Regions from separate parts of the Mus musculus genome. Here regions 1, 2, 3, 4, 5 and 7 are each linked to region 6. The links are chromatin contacts, called in public HiChIP or PLAC-seq and promoter capture Hi-C maps. All regions are on one chromosome and are shown on one strand. Each heading gives the region's core, a stretch centred on a gene start, on an enhancer-like site or on the middle of the called end of the contact. The rest is flanking DNA. Distances are from core to core; before and after follow the strand shown.

Region 1 (2,700 bases), core at 39-2,538, 2.6 Mb before region 6:
CCTAAGTCCTCTTAGGCTAGTCACGTTAGGGGGTGTCCCTCGTCTCTGCTCCTGGCCCTACTTCCCCCTTTCGGAGGGAGCACTCGGCCTTTCTGAAGCGTGACAGGGAACCCAGACTCACAGGTCTGCTGGTCTGCACTTTGCAACCTAGACCCAAGCTGGGCCGGCGCGGGTGGCGGGTGGGGGTGGGGGTGCAATCGGCAAGCCCCAGGCCATAGACTCTGAACCAGCCACCGCAGGGGGACAGCTGTTGAAGGAGTTTAATTCTTACTGAGAGGACAGCTCCTGGATCCCTTGCTCTAAAGCAGGCGCACGCACAGTGTGCGGGATCTGAGGCACTGAGGAGCCGGAGAGCAAGGAGATTCCTAACCCGAGGAACTGCGAGGCGGGCCCGTTAGCTCCAGGCAGCCGGCGTCCGCAACTGCCGGGCAGCAGCAGTGAGAAGGGGGGAAGAGAAACCGGTCTGGCTGACAAGTAAACAGGGTCTTCCATCTGGACCCGCCGGCTCAGCCGGATCCTCAGACACCCTCCCTTGCACCCCTTGCCCTCCCGCAACTACTCCTCCAACTCGCTCGGAGGGTCGGGGGACCCCAGCCAGAGGCGAACGCTGCTCCTGCCCGCGCAGATCTCGGCCTCTGGCGTGAGGAAGCTGGCCGCCAGACTAGTGCCTGGCGCCGGGGCCAGGTCGTCTGGGTGCCGGGTGGGAACCGACCCGGCGATCTCCCGCCCGAGACTCTGCTCCGCGCCCCGGGTCCCCAGGTTTCAGCTGCCGGGTCTCGCAGCCCCTTCGGGCGGCACAGTGGGAGCCTGCGGGATTCCACAGTGGCGCAAGGAGTGAGGGGTAGATCGCCCTGGGCGGGAAGGCTGGCCGGCCTCCTCGGAATGGGGGACTCGCCACCCGGAGGAGACCGCGCGAAGCCGGGGCGCGGAAGGAAGGGAGAGCGGCCACGTCTTCCGGGACCCCGGCGCCCAGCCCTCCCGCCGCCCCGGTCGGCCCTCTCCCCGCGCCCACTGCCCAGCCGCTTACCTTAATAGTCCCGTCCATTTGGCCAAGTCTGCAGCCGAGCCCCCCAATATTCCACACATTGACCCGGTTACAGCCTGACCTCGTAGCCCCTTCAGATTAGCCCGGCGCGGCCTCTTTGGCGCCCTGGGCCCTCTCTGAGTGCCCCCTGCGAGCGCCCTGCCCTCGCTCCCCTGTGCACGTTTGTTGTTGTAGCGGATCGAAAAAGAGACAGTTAACCGGATGAAACTTTTTTTCAGCTAATTTTGGGAAGTGACTTCACTTTGCGATCGGGGAGGAAGTCCTATCTCTCTCTCTCTCTCTCTCTCTCTCTCTCTCTCTCTCTCTCTCTCTCTCTCTCTCATCTCGCCCTCTCCACTCTCTGCTCTCTCTTGTCTTCCCTCCCCCACACCCCCTCGTCCTCTCCTCGCCCTGCTTTTCGCATCACTCGCTATATAAATATACGCGGGATGCCCAGTTACATTCATGCACTGCGCACACAGGATACTTGCTCCTGGGAGATAAGAGCTGGCCAGGAACAATGACGGGGTCCACGCCCAGTATCCGCTCCCTGATTCCTGAAGTCTGCAACTCCCCCATCACCTTCCCCCCAAATCCAAAGCCAAACGCCTCTGGCCTCTTTCCTTTCCCTTGGGCCTTTGGCCGAAGGTGGCCCTCCTGACTCATTCACTTTCCGTTTCTTCCCACAGATACATTCATTAATGCTTTTTCCAGCCGGAGTCAAACTTTTTTGGGGATGGGAGGAAGACGGCGGAAGAGTTTGTTAGAACAGGGGATAACCTGGCGATGCTGACCGCCAGGGGAGATTCGGATGCAGATCAAGGCAAACCTACTATTTTTAAAAAGGAAGGAAGGAAGGAAGGAAGGAAGGAAGGAAGGAAGGAAGGAAGGAAGAAAGAAAGAAAGAAAGAAAGAAAGAAAGAAAGAAAGAAAGAAAGAAAGAAAGAAAGAGAGGAGCCGAAGAGAGTTTTTGCATCTAAGCGCTGGTCTCCGGATAGGCTCAAAGCGAATTCTGGGTCCCGCGGACCTGACCTGTCAAGGGCTCAATACCTCAAGCTTTGTTAGCAGAGAGATGCCCATGCTTTGGCGCGCCTCGACTCCGGGCTCCACAGCCCGCTAAGGAGGTAGACCAGCCACAACCTAGGCTTTTTGAGTTAAATTCTCTCACCTATCAGGACCCGACGGCCCAAGTTCTTCAATACCATCGCAGCCCCCAAGGAACTGACACCAGGGCGAGCTTGCCCTCCACACTACGCAGCAGGACCCAGGAGCGCGGCGAGCCGCGGCTCAGCAGAGACCCCACCTTGGATGAGAACGGGCAGTCTAAGGGTCCAAGCTAGGGACTGTCATTCCCAACCAGCGGCGTGGCCCGCTTTACCGGCTCGGTTCTTTCTGCTATCCCCCGCGCCTCCCCTGCTGGACCCAGGAGCTCTCTTGTTAAGGCTTCTCTGGGGTATCGGCGCTGGCGGCCTGACTCCCATCTCCCAGACTTTGAAAACAGGTTACCTTTTTCCACGCTCTTCAGACCACGCTGTGGACTTTCTCACTATTATTTAAGAGTCCTCCCGGGAAAAGAGGGGAAAAATTCCAGAGCAGATCCGAATAAATTGGAAAGGAAAAAAAAATCAAGAGGGTGTCCACGGCGGCAAGAAGGTGACTTATTAATTCTTTATTTC
Region 2 (2,700 bases), core at 8-2,507, 2.5 Mb before region 6:
TTATTGTAGGGTTTTCCTCCACTTTCGGAGGTTAGGGCCTTCCTTTGCCTTTCAATGCATTTGAGAATCCACAGGTGGTGGCTGCATGGAGCCAGTGTTCTCCAACAGTGTTCTCGAACAGTGTTCTCCAACAACCTTTGGTGCTTTCTCCCAGGAGGGACTCCAGGCAGAGATTTCAGGCTTGGGGTGGGGAGGGTCCTTCTAGAAGCAGAGGACCTTTTAGGAGTTCCAGGCTTTTGGCAACCTGTTGGATCTCTCTTTGGATTCTTCTGTAACAAGAAGCCAATACCCAGTACTTAGGGCTCCCTCCACCTCCGTAGGGATTGGAAAGGTTTTACATATTCTGGTCAAGTATTCTACCACTGAGCTACATTCCGAGAACTTAGTTTCTTTTAAGAAAATTATTTAGAAGACGGTTCTGAGGGTAAGAGCCCTTAATACTACTGCAGAAAACTTGGTTCCCAACACCCACGTAGCAGTTTACAACTTAGCTCCATTTCCAGGGTTTCAGACACCATCTCTGGCCTCAATGTGATAGACACACACATTCAGGCAAAACACATGCATAAAATAAATATAAAGAATTTAAATTATTTATTACTCGTTTGTTCAGTTTTGAGACAGGGTCTCCTTCAGTTGCCTGGTCTCACTTTAAACTTGTTCTGTAGAAGGCAGGTCTTGAACTTAAAAACCTCTGCCTCAGTTTCTTAAGTGGGTGGGAATGCAGGCCGGCCAGCAGACTAGGCCTTCTTCATGTGGGCCTTCCTGTCTTCTTCCCATGCAGCATCTTTGACCCTCTGTTTTTTCCCTTCGTCTCTCAGAGCTCTCTGCCTGGCTTGTGACTTTAAGTAGCATTTCTAAGGTGTTAGGCTACTCCTCTATCTCTGGTTCAAACTCCCTGGTGATTCCAGGCTCTCAGAAGACCGAGAAAAAGGCACCGTGGGATCATATGGCCATACACAAGTCTGGCCTGAGCCATACAACCCTTTTCCCTCATCTCCCTCACACCACCATCTTGCTTCCACATGTCTGGTGTGGAGTCTGTCTGTTTGACATCTCGGTACCTGCAGCCCCCATAATGCCAGCAAGGCCTGTTTCCGCTTGAATTTACCCCGTGTTGCTTCCTCCTGGGTAAACCACCTCTGAGTCTCACTTGGACTTCCACAACGGCATCCTTCTCAGTCGTCCTGTCTCTGTGCTTGGTCTCCTGTCACGGAAACCAGAGTGAACGTGCAGGCTCAGCTTTCTTTTCTGGAAAGGTTTCCTCCTCAGAGGGCGTTGCTCTGCCTGTCCCTGCCCAGCCTGCCTATCTGTACATCTCCCCTCTGTTACCCAGAGTGACACCTGCAGCCTTTGGCATACTCTCAGTTTACTGACCTTTTTCTTCCTTCACCAGGACAAGGACTTTTTCTTTTGAGTCTCAGAGTCTGATGTCACACCACAGGTGCCCTGTAGTGGGCCCAACTGTTAACACACAACCCTGTCCTGGTTAGCTTTAACTGTCAACTTGACAAAACCTACAGTCACCTAGGAAGAAAACTCTGCTGAGGAATTGTCTAGGTCAGATTAGTCTGGGGGAGGGGTGCGGTTGTCTTCATTGTTAATGGATATAGTAGGCCCAGCCCACGGTGAGTGGTACCATTCTTAGGCAGGTGGCTTTGAATTGTATAAGAAAGTTAGCAGAGCATAAGCTGGCCAGTGAGCCATGTAGAAAGCGTTCCCCTCCATAGTTCCTGTTCTATGTCTTCAGTGGCAACCTAAGTTCCTTGGTTGGAGGTATTGCTGTGTGCAAGAGCAAGCTGGCTTTGTTGAGTCTCTGCCTTGCCTTCCAATGATGGAGTGTGATCTGAAACTTCCCTCCCTACAGTTGCTTCTGGTGATGATATTTTATTCCAGAAACAGAGAGGAAACTAGGACAGACTCCATTCTTAGTTGAGGTTCAGATGTCATAGCCTAAGGACTCTTGGGTGTAGCCCAGGATTGGCTCATATGCCATCTCAGGCTTACTCTCCAGGTCCTCATGACCTTGACTGATTTCCTCATTTAAGAGGTTTACTCATTTGCTTGTTCTTGGGGGAAGGATGAGGTCTTCCTAGGACCTCCCATTGGCCACAGGGAACTGATGTAATGTAAATATTGGTCAAGTACGTGGGAATCACTTTGGTTTATTTCTTATTTGATCTTCGCAGTTGTCCTATGAAAGAGCTATCACTGAAATACGCACTTGGCTGTTTTTGAAGGAACTCAGGTCTCAGAGAATTTGATTCGCTTACAACTTCAGAGTTAGTTAAAGGAGCCTAGGTCACCATGTTTGACTAAATGCAAGTGTGGGTGTTTGTATAAGTGTGTAGGGGTGGCTGCTTAGGATCTGCCTCCCCTTCCTGGCCATCATAGCTGCCTCCTCTTCTCACTGAGACCTAAGCAAGCCAAATTCAGGGATGCTTCAAACTCCATTAAGGTTTCCTTACTCTCTTAAGGGCCTCTGAAGGCCTCAGTGCCTGGTCCTGGGACTTGCCTATTCCTCCCCATCCCACTCCCACACCTGGCAAAGTCCATGGAAGCACATTCCCTTGCGTGGGCATGAACACAGCATGGCGGGAGTGCCTGAGTCACATCTGAATGTGAGCCATCCACTCATGCGTCTCGACCAACCACGTGCCTGCTGTCCTGGCCTAGCTCACACTTGCAGGGTCACCATAG
Region 3 (2,700 bases), core at 175-2,674, 2.6 Mb before region 6:
GGTGCCCTCAGGCTTTATAGAGCTCTCTTGCTGTCTAGCCAGACAGCATGGGCACTCTCTGCCTCCTCTCTCACGTGGTACATTCCTAAGCAGAAGCTCCTCAATCAGAGTGGGCTACTTTTCCGTAATGAGAAGTCCACACACATTTTGTGGGGGAAAAAAAAAACACTTGCAATTTTGATTTACTTCAGGGCTAGGAGTAGTTGGTGCAATCCTCTCTCAAGATGCTAGCAGGAGCAAGGAACCAGAGCTGCTAGTAAGCCCCATGAGCAGTAGGGAACTAATGGACTCTCTGTAGGGGACAGTGCTGCACGACCCTATAGTTTAGAGGCATTACAGAGCACTGCAGACTTCCAATGGGTTCGCAGGGACGCGATTCCATTTCAAATCAGAGAACATCTGTGTGCCACAATTTCAAAAGCCAGCTTTTCTTCCCACCCCCACTACAGACAGGTCCCAGTTTTCTTAGGAGGTTGGTCGGTGCATGTATGAGATGCAGACACAAAGCTGGAGTTGGAGACAAGGAGTCATCTGCTCCTTTATGAGTCAACAGTCCTGTTCCCTCACAGGTAGGGGTGAGAGGCCCAGCCAGAGGGAAGGAGCTGGCTGTGGCTCAGCCAAGGCCCTCAGTTCCTTCAGCAAGAGGAAAATCCTGTCAAAATGGCTTAACGATCTTCTAATATTCCCATGCAATTAAGGCCACATCTGTCTCCCAGGCCCCTGCACTCCTTTGCGAGCGAACAGACAGGAACCAAACAGTCTGTCTTGTCGATCTGGAAGGAAACAAAGAGCTCCATTCATAACTGGAGGCACTTTCTCATTTTTTTTTCAAAGTAAAATAGAGTTTTCACTTTGAGAGTAACCTGTGTGGCAAGAAAACGAAGGATCACCCCCCACCCCAATAAATCAAATTCAACAGCCTAATAAAATGCTGGCTCCCCTTCCCCCATCCCCTCCTTCCCCCTCCCATCTCCTGTCCCTCTCTACCAGAAAACAGTGGACTAGAGAGGGGGTGGGTGAGCCAAAGAGAGAGGGGAAGGTGAGCAGTGAGCAGGAGTGTGTGTGTGTGTGTGTGTGTGTGTGTGTGTGTGTGTGTGTGTGGTGTGGTGTGCGCATGTGAGAAGTAACAGTGGGTAGGCAGCCTGCCTTTCCCTCCCCTACTTTACATACTATCTCAACCTTCCTGCGTGCTTCTCTCCTCCACCCATCCCCACACTTAAAGCCAAGCTGCCACATCGTCCTTCTCCCTGGATGGGAGCAAATGGCTCTAGTTGGGGAGAAGTAGGATAAGGTTTGCATGGGCTACACCTGTAGCTGAAACCCAGCAGAAGCGGGTACATCTCTCAGAGCTAGGCGATGCGCTCTCCCCTGCCTTTGAAGCCTCCAGAGAGTGAGTTTGCAGCAGATAAAGGCTGATAAGCATTGAGTTGGTGCTTATCCGCAGCAAACAAGATCTTTTGAGGTTCTCGCTGCACTTGCAAGCAGGGGAGACTATAATCAGAAAACCAAAGGGAAAATGTGAAACCAAGTCGCACTGGCTGCTGCCTCTTTCTTTTCTTTTGTTTCAGTTTGCACACTGGAAAGCCCAGCACAGATCATGTCAGTCAGGACTCTAGAGCATGATACTGTAAAAGCTTTGCTTTGGTTACTGTTGTTTTCTGTTTATGTTTCTTTCATAGTGTTTTCTCATTTTTTTGGTCTTCTATATGAACATCAGTGGATGAAATCTTTTCAGTTCTGACTTAAAAAAATATGAAAGAGCCAAACATTGACAACAACTATATAGCCAGCATTTTATTGCTATCGTGTCCAAAGTGCTTTTACAGTCTTGGCATTGTCTGGCTATCATGATAGTTCTAATGCATACAGGACAGACAGTGCCTAAGTCAGCGCCTGGTTTAGGATGTATGGCATCCTTAACACCATACAACTTAAAGTGGCATGCCAGGAGTACAAACCAGTTCTTTGTAGCTATCAAGATGGTTTCTATTCATTCTACCCCATGCAAGGGCTTGGCAATTAGCTAATTAGCAGTGAGAATGGCCTTGAACTTCAGTGGGCCACCTGGAAGCACTTCTAAAGCCTTAGCACCCGTGAATGTAGTCAGACGGAGGATTTTCTGAACTTTACGACCTTGAGTACGAACTTTGGCTGCCCCATATTTCAATGCACTGGTTTCATGTTATTTCTTGGGGGAGAATATTGACAAGATGCAGATGCTGAAGATAAGTGTACATGGAAAGAGCACTGGGCAGTCTGAAGCTCTGATTTCTGATCAATTATGGGCTCTTGAACAAGCATCGTTTCTGCAATGTCACCCAAAGCAGGAGAATGGAACGCAAAGGAGACAAAGAGAGTGCCTGGTCCCATGTGAGCCAGCTTCTAAATAAGTTCTCTGAAAATTATGCTACAATAGCAGCAAACTACAGGTAAAGGGTGTCACAATGGAAGGCTACGATGAGACGCACAATGGTAGACCTTGGCTATTCTCACTCATCCCTCCCAGTTCGTGTTCAATGTGCTGCTGTGAGAACCTAACCCAAGAAACATCTTACAGTCACATATATATCCATAAACATGGTAGACGGTCACACACATATCCATAGATGGTAGATGGTTTTATATATACACATATAGATGGTAGATGGTCATACATGTATACATAAAGATGATAGGTGACTTGCAGGCAAGTTTTGATTA
Region 4 (2,700 bases), core at 134-2,633, 2.8 Mb before region 6:
CTCCCTTTAGAGCTCAGACATCCGTGTACTTTAGTTCCCTCTAGAAAGCAAGAAAACGTAGTTCTGCCCCACAGGTTAACTCCCAGGACCCCGTTCCAGCTCAACACCCCGGTTCTGTAAATATTAGCTGCTGTCCCCTGCTTCTCCGCAGGGATTCCCATGCTCGGTGGCCCAGGCAGCTTGCTTAGGAGAAAGAATAGCTACACTTTGGAGTCAGATACTGTGGAGACTCTCCCGTTGTAATCTCAGTTACTCACCCTCTCAGAGCTGCCATTTCTGTGCTGTGGGACAGGCTTGCTAGTCTCCGTTTAACTGAGAAGAGTCACAGTGAGCATTTGCATTCCCACTGTTTGCCTGGTGTTTGAAAGGTTCCCCTCGATAGCGCCCCGGGATCTTGGTATGGATGCTGGGCAGGCTAGAGTCTCCACTGCCTTTTGGGAATAGCCCATGAAATTTCGAGAAGCCAACACTGAACACTGCTCCACAGTCCCAGGCTAGAAACCCCCCTCCTAGTGGCCTGCCCTTGCGTTTAAAGGAGGCCCTGGCAGAATCAGGTGCTACAGAGCAGATCTCCAAGGAGAGCCACCATCAGGAAAATGCTATAGCTTGTCTTCCTCCACCTTTTATCTTTAACCCTTCTTTTGAACAATTGCAGAAATGTTTTCAAAAGAAGGAAAGCATACAGGTAGTGACCAATTCTGAGAAGACTGGTACCGCAAAGCAGTTAGATTAGAAAGCAGCTGGGGCAGAGAGTCTACAGTCCAGGGGGTCGCCCTACCCGACCATCTCTGCCCCCACCTGAAGCTGTTTCTGGGAGCAAGGTTCTCTCTATCTCCTCCCAAGGCCTGGCCAAGCAAGCCAAAGATGGAAGGTTTCAGTCCCGCAGGTATCCTGGTCTGGTTCTGGGAGCAGGGCGTTTATGGTCCTGGGGAGGCTGGACTCCTCATCTTGGGGAGGCCGGCAGCTAAGGCCAGCTTCAGTTTGTTGAACTTTGGACCACCGGATCTTGTTCCCATCCTGTCTCAACCCGACAGGCTCCGGTAGGGGAAAGCCTTCTTTTAGAACCACAGGACACCTAGTGAGGGTCCGGTTTGGGGAGTCGCTGGGCTGGGGGAGGGACGCGAGAGAAAGGAGACAACTTACTTGTAGCGCAGAGAGCTTCTCCGAACCCTTGGGGCTAACTTCTGGAGATCCTTCCAAGGCGGTGCAGGTGGCTCTCAGGGCTCTCCAGGGGATTCCCTAGCCTCAGGCATTGCCTACGGACGGGCAGACGCCCCGAGCCACTCTGGTGTCGCAGGTCCAGCTAGCAGAGGCGTCTAAACCTCCCGCCCCTTCACCGGTCTGCCTCGCCCTTCTATCTAGAGAGAACAGCGGGAGGCTCTCTGCTGTCCCTCTCCTCTCCGCCCTCCTCTCTTCTCCCTCCCCATCTCCTCCCGTCCCCCCGCCCCCCCTCCCGGGTTCTCCTCCCTCTGTCCCCCTACAATTGAATCTCTGGATAGAACGCGATTTAAAGGGCCACAGGCAAAGGAGAACCACAAAGAAAGGCAGCAATGGGAGAAATGCTTGCACAATGGGGTATATGGTGGAGATGGGTGGGGGCTGTTGGTATCGGGGGTCACAGTCACTTGGAAGGAGTCCGGTGCCGGACGCAGGGCCAGAGAGAGCGGGCAGCCTCCTCCCTACTCTCCTGCCCACTACTCCCCCTTCGCCACCTCCCTCCAAGACCTCCTTGTTGATGCTCCTGTGCTTCTGGCCACGCTTAAGCGAGGGTCAGAGACCTGCGCCACCAGATGTGTGTGAGAGCTTCCCGTGAATATGTGGGAAAGCTCACGTGTACATGTGTGTGTGTGATCGCCCGCGTGTGTAAGCGCCCCCGCACGTGTGTGAGCGCCCGCGTGCCTGTGTTTAGAGGGTGCGGAGGAGCAGACAGAAGAAACTCTTAGGGCAGAAAATTCAGGCTCAGAGCCTTGCAAGGGGAGGGGGGAACACCTGCTCAGTCATTCTGGGCACTTTGAGGGGGCTGTTGTCCGAACTTCCCTGCCTATCAAGAAGCCAGATGCAGCAGGTGGGGGACATTCCCCTGGAAGTCCGGAGTCACAGTCTAGGGGGGGACCTTAAGCTGTTACTGGGTCTGGCTCTTGAGACTGGGACCTGATTATAACTGAAGGGGAAAGTCTAGAGAAGGGAGAAGGGAAGTGGGTCTTTTGTTGGAGCATTCTGCTTAGGGTAGTCTATAGGTGAGTGGGAATGGCTATTCATTGAAATGGATATGGCCTTCCCTTGAAAGGCAAGTGAGACCTGAACCATCTTCAGGTAAGGGGGCTGGCCTTTCCTCCCACTCTCTACTTTCTTCTCTGTTCCCAAAAGTTCTTCTTGTAAAATATTAAAACTATAATGTCATTTCTGTTGCAACGTCCTATGTACATGTGTTGAAGGAAAAAGCTTTTCAATGATGGCATTAAAAGGCCCCCGGCCCCCGAACCCCCGTGTTTCCTCAAGGTTCCACCCACCTTCCAGTCCGTTGTACATTATTCTGTTTCTACTTCTCTGCATAGATCTCTTGAATGTATTTCATTTTCTGTGTGACAGCCTCCATGTACAGACCACATTGGCTGCTGCTCTGGGGGTCTGAATATCCTTCCTTCTGGGAATCCACTGTTAGTCTCTACCCCAGCCTAGGTCTTTCTCATTGCAGGCACA
Region 5 (2,700 bases), core at 153-2,652, 2.5 Mb before region 6:
TGCTTTCTGGAACTAGTTGGTGTTTGTGACTCTCTTCCCACAGTAGTGTGATCTGGTTAGATTCCCAGTGCTGAGACCAGTTCTTGGTGCCGACATTGGTTAAACTAAGTGGACTGAGCCAATAGGAAAAGACAGCTTTTATCTACATCGTGTTAATACACAGGAGGGGAACACGGGCATTAGTTCCTGTGTGAGCTGCAAGCTACCAGCGATGGATAAACATGATGATTTTCTGAATGACATTTTGGGTCTTTGTGGAATTTCAAGTGGAGTAGTTGTGTCTTCATTAAGAAGGGAAGGAAGCAATTGACTCATCCATTACTCAACATCAATGGAATCTTAGGGCAAAAGTCTTGGAACTGCAAGCAATATAAACTTTTCCAATTTTCCCCTATTCATAGAAATGAGATTTCACTGTAACATTATCGTCATGCCCTTAAGTGAAGAAGTGATATTGTGTATGTTTGCCTAGAGTTGCTTAAAACTTTCATATTGCGTATGCTTTGTTAAAAAGAGACATTTATGGATATTTCTTCCTTTTAATCACTACATCATGGACAAATGAAATCCACTAATGTTCATCGATGGCCAGATCACCTGGAACAATGCTTAGAAGAGATGCCTTACTTTTTGGAACCTCCACCTTTGCTTTTGGCCGTCTCCCCCTCTGCATGCAGTCAGGGAAACATGACAACAATTTAATCCACGCTAGTGAGTGGAGACCGGTGAGATCATCTGATGCGATCTGAGCCAAAATCTTCTTATTCACGAAGAAATACACTGTGGTGTTTCTCATGGCAGGCCCAATATGAACAAGGCATACTTCACACATCAGGTTAATAAAGAGTCACAAGAAACCTAAGTAGGTGAGTGGGTGTCAGGCATCCTGCTAGAGACAGCCCCCTGAGTGGTTTTACAGGACCCTCTGCCCCATGATTCAAGGCCTAGGCTAAATGAACACAGTTTCACTGAGAAAGTCAAGCCATGTGGGGCAGAAGTAGTCACATGTCCAGTAGAGCACCAATCTGGTGCATGCCAAGTGTCTCTGTCTCTCCCTCCCTCCCTCCCTCCCTTCTTCTCTCTGTCTCTCTCTCCCTCTCTCCCTCCCCCCTTGCTCTCTCCCTCCCTGCCCCTTGTGCACTTTGCCCCGGATCAGTAATATTTAGTTGAAGTATCAGTAGAAGGATAAAACTAATCAGGTGTAATTTAGCGCTGCCACAAACAGCTCCCCTTTAGATCACAGTGCCTGCCCTGGAGACCACTGCCTTGGTGCCAGAGCCTGGCTGAATACCGCCTCTTCTGCTTCCCTAGCTTGACCACACCCCCCATTTCAGGAGGCAGCTCTATTAGGAGTATTATGGTCTCTGCATCCTCTTTAGCCCGGGAGCCAAGGATTCCCCGCAGGTAGTAGCTGGAAAGAGCCGCAGACCTTCGGTGAAGCTCACTCCATTCCTCACCCGTCTCTGCAGCAAATTAGTAAGTGAGAGCTGAGTTTCTGTCGGAAACTTTCTTTTCACTTTTCCTCCCACCACCCCCAAATTTTACGAATTAAAGGGTAAATTGTGAAACTTTCAGGATGCAGCTGTTTCTCTTCTTTTTTTTTCCGTCTTTGCCTTTTCACATATCCCATTGTTTAACAATATTTTTGAAAACTATTTCCTGCTCTCATTAGATAAGCTTAAACATCAAGACTCTTGTCACCTTCCACCTCCCCCCCCCCCCAGCACACATTGTTGATCCTTGCAAATGGCATATCACAATTCTGAATACCCCTTGCAAACCCTTTAAATAAAACTGTAGTTTTGCTTAGAAAATTTCTTTCTTATTTTTTTTTCATTCTTAGTGAAGTCTACTATCTGCTCTGCCCCACCTCTTACCAGCAACTTAATGAACTGCTTTCGTAGAGGGGAAATTGCTACTGGCCAAGACCTTCTGAAAAGCCAGCCTATCACTTCTTCTACTTCGAGACTTAAGTCATACAAGAGCTCACCAATTCTTTGTCAGGCTCTGTGGGTCATTGGTTGTGGGGGTGTCTCCAGGTCCGAGGGACTTTCTTCCCCCAAACTGTACTGCTATCCCGGGGGAGGCTGGAGTTGGGACTGCAATTCCCCTTTGCAAGGGATGGAGGCTTCTTGTTACTGTAAGGTTGTCTTCTATCACCTTTCAAAGTTGACTTTTCTGTGAGTGAACTGTGCAAAGATGCTGGGTGGCAAGATCATGACATTCCATTGTAAGGTTCCCTTCTGGGTTTTTTCTTTTTTCTTTTTTTTTTTTTTTTCTTCTCTTCTCTCATCCCGAAGCCCTTTTCCTTCCTACTTTGTATCGCTGCATGGAACTGGGTGGGAAACAACAGGAAATCCAGATCCTGAAATGTACCTCTGGCCACTTTGTTTGATTTGTAAAATTACCCGACACTTTAACTCTTTCATCAGCTGGGGTCTGGATTACCTCACCGCCTTTTTTATCTAGCAAGAAAGACTTTGGTTTGGCAGGCTCGGTCCTCGTGGGGCAGCTGGTGGCCTCTATGGCTCTGATTTACCTGCGGTTCCAGAACCCAGGCCAGAGAGCTGTAAGGGGTTAATTCGTGAGAAGTGCTTTGAAGATGAAAAGGTCTTTTCATGTGTCCAGGCATTGTAGTTATTAATATTAATATTTGAAGCACACTGCTTTAATTGTAAATCGACAACTTCTATACTTAGC
Region 6 (2,700 bases), core at 131-2,630:
TATGACTTCTGCCTGCATACCTCTCTTTATCTCCATCATCACCTTGAAATCTTTGGGGACTGGCCCAACTCCTGGCTTGCTGTAGTGGGGCTGGGGGATCGGATGTGTTGAGGAGGGTGAAATGAGTGGGAGGTGAGGCCCAGGGTTCAGTAAGCAGCCAAAGATGCCTTCCCCTATGCAACAGGACAGGCCATAGGGGATGCTCAGAGTAGGGCAGAGGCAGAATAAGTTTGAGGAAGCCGAGCGGTGTCAGTTTTCTCAAAGGATGTTTGCAGACCAACTCCCAACAGAACAAAACATGTCCAGTTATTTCTGAGGCCCTAAGTGACTGGCACCTCCTAGGTAGCACTCTAGGGGTGCCTGGGAAAGTAAGGTTATGGATGGTGTTTCACTAGCAAACTCACAACATTCCCTCTGTACCCCTGATACTTACACATATCAATTCGTTTACAACCCCCTGGGTAGAGAGGCCTGGAGGGGCCAAGTGGGATCTGTAGCACTGACCCTGCCCTGTGGTATTGGTGTGTGCCCCTTGTGAGAGACAACTATCACTGTGGTACTATTCAAACCCAGACTAGCCTTTTAAGCCTGACCGGGGGGAGGGGGGGGGGAGGATCTAGCCTAGAGGACAGAGAACAGAGTAGATCAGACTCATAAACCAGAAAGTCTACCCCTCGGTCTGGGAGGAATGGCAGTGGTACAAGACACGTTGGCATCTCGGGGCTGCCCATAGGTCTCAGCCAGCAAGGGTCTCAGAGAGGCACCTAGAACAGACATAGACAAGGGTTCTGCCCCAGCTCTAGGTTAACTTCTCAGTCTTATCCTAGGCCTTCTCACTGCCCATTACCCAGGCAACTTTGAAGCACAGTTGGCCCAAAGACCCCCCCTAATCCCTGGACACAGCCACCCTGCAATTTGGCAAGCCCACCTTTGGGCTTTGCCTCAGCGACCTTGCAACTCCAGCACACAGGCAGACCCTGCAAAACTTGTCACCTCTAGCAAAGCCAGCCCACACGTCCTGACTTCGGAGGATGCTAGAGGTGATAGTCACCCATTCAGCTAGGACGCAAGAGCGACAGGGTTGGGGGTTAGAAACTTTCCGGAGGATTGTCCTGCTCACTCACTCCTAGAGAGCGAGACAAGTCAGGCTTCCCGCGAAAATCTAGTCCAAGCAAGGGACCCAGCTCCCCAGGGCTGTGGCCACCCTACACCAACCCCGTGCAGCGTGGCGTCCACGTGCGGGGCCCCCCGACCACCTCTCCGAGCCGTGGCGGGAGGCTGCAGCCTCGCAGCCCCGTCACTCCCCGCCCTCCGCCGCGGGGCCCCAGAGCCCGGCTGCCGCGTACTCACCCTCGCGGGTGGAGCGGGGCGGGGCGAGGTAAATCCGCGCGCAGCTCCGATCCGTTAGGCGCCCCGACTGGCGGGGCAGCACTGGCGCAGTGGCTCCGCTCGGCCCGGTCCCTGTCCCGGGAGCGGGGCCGGCCTGGGAGCGGGCAAGTCCGCCTGAAGGGGAGGCGGGGGCCAGGGCTTGGGCGGGGGGCGGGGGGCGGGGAAGGGGCCGGACACGCTTGCGCACACGGTCGGGAAGCCGACAGCCGCGAACGCCGCGCTGGAGGGAGGGCGCACCGAGAGAGGGAGGGCGCGGAGAAAGGAGGGAGCTAAGAAGGGAGGGAGGGCATCGAGGAGGGAGGGCGCGCCGAAGGAGGGAGGACGCAGAGAAAGGAGGGAGTAAGGAGGGAGGGAGGGCGCAGAGGAAGGAGGGCGAGGGTGTGAGGCCGCGGGGAGACTGGGGTTGGCCTGGAGGCCTCCCTGGCCTGGAGAGAGACGGCCGGGGTGCGGGAGGCTGGATCGGGTGAGGGCAAACCCAGGGCAAGCGCTGCCTGTGAATGGCTCCAAGATGAGTATGCCCAACGTTGCCTCTAGCACTGATCCCACGCTCTCCTGGAAACAATAACCAAGAAAGGCTTCTTTGCTGTCCCCGCGCGGTTAAAAAAAAAAAAAGTATCCTTTTCTCTCTACAGAAACTCAAGAACAGGAATAGAAGTCCATCCTTCCAATATCCTCCCATGCCCTCATGGCAGTCAGGTGACCTAAATTGACGAGCCTTTTCTCTGCCCCAGGCCGGCCTATGCGCCCCAAACTGCTCCCTTAGCTCTTCCTCCTTTGCATACCCTCTCTTAGCCTTGGATAACTTCTCAGTTTCCGTTCTTGCTGAAGGCGCCAGGCATCCTGTCTCCAGAGGAAACCCCTTCAAGCCTTTAACCCTGATGCCGTGGGCTCTAGAATTGCCTGGACTGCAAACAGTGCAGAAACCACCCTGCAGGACTGTCCATTTCAGGAGTCAGCACAGTGTTACCCAGTTCCTAGCTTGAGCACCCTGGGGCTACAAGGAAAGTATTAGATCCAGTCCCCCTTCCCCCGGAAGCTTGCTATCTAGTTGCAGAGAAGGGGTGGCGGGTGTTGTGCTGGACTCCCATCAAGAAACAGGCGGCACAGGATGTGACTAAGTGTAAGTAAGATGTGAATAACTGACAGTAAGTGCCCAGGGTTTTAACGGAGTTTAAAGTCATCGTCAGGGGAAGCTGGAGGTCTCATGTGTTGGGACTCTCCAATTCACAACAAAACGAAGAGGTGGCCTCCAGCTTCTTCCATTCCGGCTGTTTCCATCTGAATTATACCTTGCATAGGTGGAAGCTCTTT
Region 7 (2,700 bases), core at 109-2,608, 2.5 Mb before region 6:
GTTGATGACAGGGTTGAGCAAGCCAGTGCCCGAACGCTCTTCTCCCATCGGTTGCGAGAGGCTCTGGTCCATTGTTTGAATATTGTTTGGGATTTAGCACAGTTTAGAAGATTTGCCAGAATTTGGACTGCTTTGCAGTGGGTGGGCTCTCTGTGCTCAGGTTAGTCAGCAGGCTGTAACATCTTGTTTTGGTAAAGCAGCAGACAGAAGTTGGTTTGTCAGGACGGCCTTAGCCTCAGAGTGGAGAGGGTAAGCAAGAGCAGAAGAGAAGACTGTGTGTTTCGGAGGTTTCCCTTGACAGTCATATGTGCACAACCCTTCAACTTAAAAAGAACATTCATGGGGGGGGGGGTGTGTCCAACAACGTCTAACAAAAAGAGGTTGCTTACTTTTTAAAAGATGTTCTAAGGCAACTCTGGAGATGGGAGAGTTCTCTGTATGTCCTATCTTCCTGTGCTGCCCACTGAAGCCTGTGCTGAGTGAACAGACTAACTGAGAACTGGAGATAAACTAGAACCTCTCTCTTTGTTGCATCCTCTTTAGGGGAAAGCTTGTTTTGTCTTGTTTTTGTTTTGTTTTTTTGTTCATTTGTTTGTTTTGTTTTATCTCAAACATTAAAAGGAGTGGTTGTGTGTGTGTGTGTGTGTGTGTGTGTGTGTGTGTGTGTGAATGGATTTTTACAACAAAGAAAGCAGAATGATAACTATGTATAATATCAACTATCCCTCACTGTTTGGATGATCACCACCCCACGGGATCCACCAAATACTTTTAACTCTATAAAGTTTCCATTATTTCATTTAGTCAGAAAATTCTGCCAGCTAATATTTTACTAAGGCTGAAGAATTTTTAACCAGCCCTTTCCATATCTGCCAAGTTTGGAGAGATGGCATTGCTTATGTATCAGGTGTCCATAAAGTTTAGCTCCAGAAATTCAGATTATGTTTCCCATATTTATTAAAAAAAGGTTTCCTTTGTATACTGGATAGCTTGTTGTAGGCTCAGGAGTATATATCCTATTATTGGGGGCGGGGAGGGGGCGATTAATTCATATGCTCTGTCTAGGGGGTTTCAGCATCTTTATGTTCTTGAAGATCACTTAAGATGAAAGGCATTAAACTAAGGTAGACTTTAGGTATCTGGGCTTCTGTTTACAGACCCTCTCCATAATACTTATTTCTGGTGCTGGGCATCAAAGAAAAAAAAACTAAAAAGTCGGCCCTGTCCTTTTAAAAAATATGTCAAAGGCCCCCAACTCTTTAACAACACAGGAAATGTCAAATATTATATGGATATAAATAACTCAGTAAAACAGGGTTACAAGAACATCTGGCTTTGCACAGTTCCACGTACTTGGCTGGCGCAGAGATATTTCGGTAATCCTATCCAGCCATTGGGCTGGGAGAGACGGTGGGGCACAGAAGGGAATTGGAGTGTGGAGTGAAAACTGGGCTTGTAAAAAGGTCTGAGCTGTTATCTGTCTAACCCACCCTAATCTGTTCAGTCATTTGCTCTGGGGGCTCTTAAGAGAGGAACGCTGACCCCCCTCTGGAAGCCAGTCTCTTAGACAGATGCCCTCGGGATCTCAAGGTTAGGGATGAAGGGCAGAAGGTTAACGGCCCTCAAGGAGTGAGCTGCCCCAGTGATAACTGCAGAGATCATTTTTTAAAAGGGACATCTCAATTTTCTAAGAACGTCCAGGTCTATTTGGGCTCTGATGTTCTGGAGGCCATCTGCAGGGAAACGGTGGCCTGCCTCTCCTTTGTTCTGGCCAGCATGTCTCTTGTGTGACGGGCTCAATTCTTTGCTTCTCTACCTCATTTCACTGACCCACATTCTCCACTGGAGATTTTCCTCTTACTTTAAGGTCTGGTTTCCTTGGGTTTTCGGCAAACTACCACTGGGGACAGGCAAGCTGTGTGCAATTCAGACTGCTTGGTGTTCACTTCACTCCCATGCACTTAAAAAGAAAGTAACCCCTCAAACACACACACACACACACACACACACACACACACACACACACACACACACGAATGCATGCTCATGCACACACATACACTCATGCATGCACTCACACACATGCATGCATGCACACACTCATGCACGCACACATGCACACGCGCATCCACACAGGAAGTTGACATTTATGGTTTTCCTCTACATCTAAATTATGAAATCCAGCCTCATTGGGAATAACTAAGAGCAACGTCATCATGTCAAAGAGAACAGAGAGAAAGAGAAACACAGCTGTGCTGCATCTTAGGTGCTCCGGCCCCATCAAGTCCCATTTTCACTAATTCCTCTGTGGATATGAGAGACTATTGTGGGCCAAGCACCTTTGTGGGTGAGTCTCCAAACCTCACCTGTCCTTCAAGCAGATTAGCAGCTAGTGGAGATTCACTGTTACCAAGACTGTGCAAGGCAACACTGTGTCGCAGTAGAGTGCAATCTCTATTTTAAAATAAGGCAAACCATTTAAAACTGATAAAAACAATCCATTTGACTGTCTCTTGCCAACCTTTGGCATATCCATTTGTATTTGTATCTTTCCATTTTTTCGACAGTGCTTTTTTTAAAAAGTATTATGTTTTAATCTTTTTGATAATTGGCCCTTCATGGTTGATTGTATTTTTAAAATATATTTGTAGTTAAAATAGCATTACATCACTTTCTCCCTTCCCTTTCCTACCTCTCCTT

The links. Promoter capture Hi-C pulls out the DNA fragments that hold promoters and counts their contacts. HiChIP or PLAC-seq counts read pairs in DNA pulled down with a chosen protein or histone mark.
Region 1: a contact with region 6 is called in a promoter capture Hi-C map of embryonic stem cells, with 11 read pairs. The contact joins the promoter of Fli1 here to the promoter of 4930581F22Rik in region 6. A contact is called at or near these places in 7 of 39 promoter capture datasets (cranial neural crest, embryonic stem cells, hippocampal neurons and 1 more), 4 of 484 Hi-C or Micro-C datasets (all in embryonic stem cells), 6 of 115 datasets of contacts at active chromatin or transcription factors (embryonic forebrain, embryonic stem cells and stem cell-derived neural progenitor cells) and 1 of 9 other capture datasets (embryonic stem cells).
Region 2: an H3K27ac HiChIP or PLAC-seq map of large pre-B cells shows a contact between it and region 6, with 4 times the contacts expected there. The contact joins the enhancer-like site here to the promoter of 4930581F22Rik in region 6. A contact is called at or near these places in 3 of 39 promoter capture datasets (the 3T3-L1 cell line, hippocampal neurons and pre-B cells) and 5 of 115 datasets of contacts at active chromatin or transcription factors (acute myeloid leukemia, astrocytes, embryonic forebrain and 2 more).
Region 3: a promoter capture Hi-C map of pre-B cells shows a contact between it and region 6, with 5 times the contacts expected there. The contact joins the enhancer-like site here to the promoter of 4930581F22Rik in region 6. A contact is called at or near these places in 3 of 39 promoter capture datasets (cranial neural crest, pre-B cells and stem cell-derived epiblast-like cells) and 3 of 115 datasets of contacts at active chromatin or transcription factors (embryonic forebrain, embryonic stem cells and large pre-B cells).
Region 4: a contact with region 6 is called in an H3K27ac HiChIP or PLAC-seq map of embryonic stem cells, with 9 times the contacts expected there. The contact joins the promoter of Kcnj5 here to the promoter of 4930581F22Rik in region 6. A contact is called at or near these places in 2 of 39 promoter capture datasets (hippocampal neurons and stem cell-derived epiblast-like cells) and 1 of 115 datasets of contacts at active chromatin or transcription factors (embryonic stem cells).
Region 5: a contact with region 6 is called in an H3K4me3 HiChIP or PLAC-seq map of embryonic forebrain, with 6 times the contacts expected there. The contact joins the promoter of Ets1 here to the promoter of 4930581F22Rik in region 6. A contact is called at or near these places in 1 of 39 promoter capture datasets (cranial neural crest) and 3 of 115 datasets of contacts at active chromatin or transcription factors (acute myeloid leukemia, embryonic forebrain and embryonic stem cells).
Region 7: a contact with region 6 is called in an H3K27ac HiChIP or PLAC-seq map of embryonic stem cells, with 11 times the contacts expected there. The contact joins the enhancer-like site here to the promoter of 4930581F22Rik in region 6. A contact is called at or near these places in 2 of 39 promoter capture datasets (cranial neural crest and pre-B cells) and 4 of 115 datasets of contacts at active chromatin or transcription factors (embryonic forebrain, embryonic stem cells, pro-B cells and 1 more).

The regions. Positions count from the first base shown.
Region 1 is chr9:32,540,164-32,542,863 of GRCm38.p6, forward strand. Fli1 (Friend leukemia integration 1) reads right to left here and starts at 1,289. Exons shown (of 9, transcript NM_008026.5): 1 at 1,028-1,289. The coding sequence starts at 1,045.
Region 2 is chr9:32,607,769-32,610,468 of GRCm38.p6, forward strand. No RefSeq gene overlaps it. Among named protein-coding and RNA genes, the nearest start is that of Gm31871, 15 kb to the left of the region's middle. Within about 2 kb of position 1,258, at least 40 of the 459 cell types and tissues checked have an H3K27ac peak or open chromatin away from gene starts, as enhancers often do. A contact at or near this core is called in pre-B cells, where this site is marked.
Region 3 is chr9:32,494,442-32,497,141 of GRCm38.p6, forward strand. The region is part of intron 1 of Fli1 (Friend leukemia integration 1); the gene reads right to left. Among named protein-coding and RNA genes, the nearest start is that of Fli1, 46 kb to the right of the region's middle. Within about 2 kb of position 1,425, at least 56 of the 459 cell types and tissues checked have an H3K27ac peak or open chromatin away from gene starts, as enhancers often do.
Region 4 is chr9:32,342,961-32,345,660 of GRCm38.p6, forward strand. It overlaps Kcnj5 (potassium inwardly-rectifying channel, subfamily J, member 5), which reads right to left and starts at 1,384. Exons shown (of 4, transcript NM_010605.5): 1 at 1,144-1,384.
Region 5 is chr9:32,634,839-32,637,538 of GRCm38.p6, forward strand. It overlaps Ets1 (E26 avian leukemia oncogene 1, 5' domain), which reads left to right and starts at 1,403. Exons shown (of 10, transcript NM_001372534.1): 1 at 1,403-1,476.
Region 6 is chr9:35,115,348-35,118,047 of GRCm38.p6, forward strand. 4930581F22Rik (RIKEN cDNA 4930581F22 gene) reads left to right here and starts at 1,381. Exons shown (of 6, transcript NR_029475.1): 1 at 1,381-1,493; 2 at 2,022-2,700. It overlaps St3gal4 (ST3 beta-galactoside alpha-2,3-sialyltransferase 4), which reads right to left and starts at 1,517. Exons shown (of 11, transcript NM_009178.4): 1 at 1,351-1,517. LOC115487216 (a long non-coding RNA gene) reads right to left here. Exons shown (of 3, transcript XR_003948311.1): 3 at 1,853-1,941.
Region 7 is chr9:32,566,388-32,569,087 of GRCm38.p6, forward strand. No RefSeq gene overlaps it. Among named protein-coding and RNA genes, the nearest start is that of Fli1, 26 kb to the left of the region's middle. Within about 2 kb of position 1,359, at least 8 of the 459 cell types and tissues checked have an H3K27ac peak or open chromatin away from gene starts, as enhancers often do.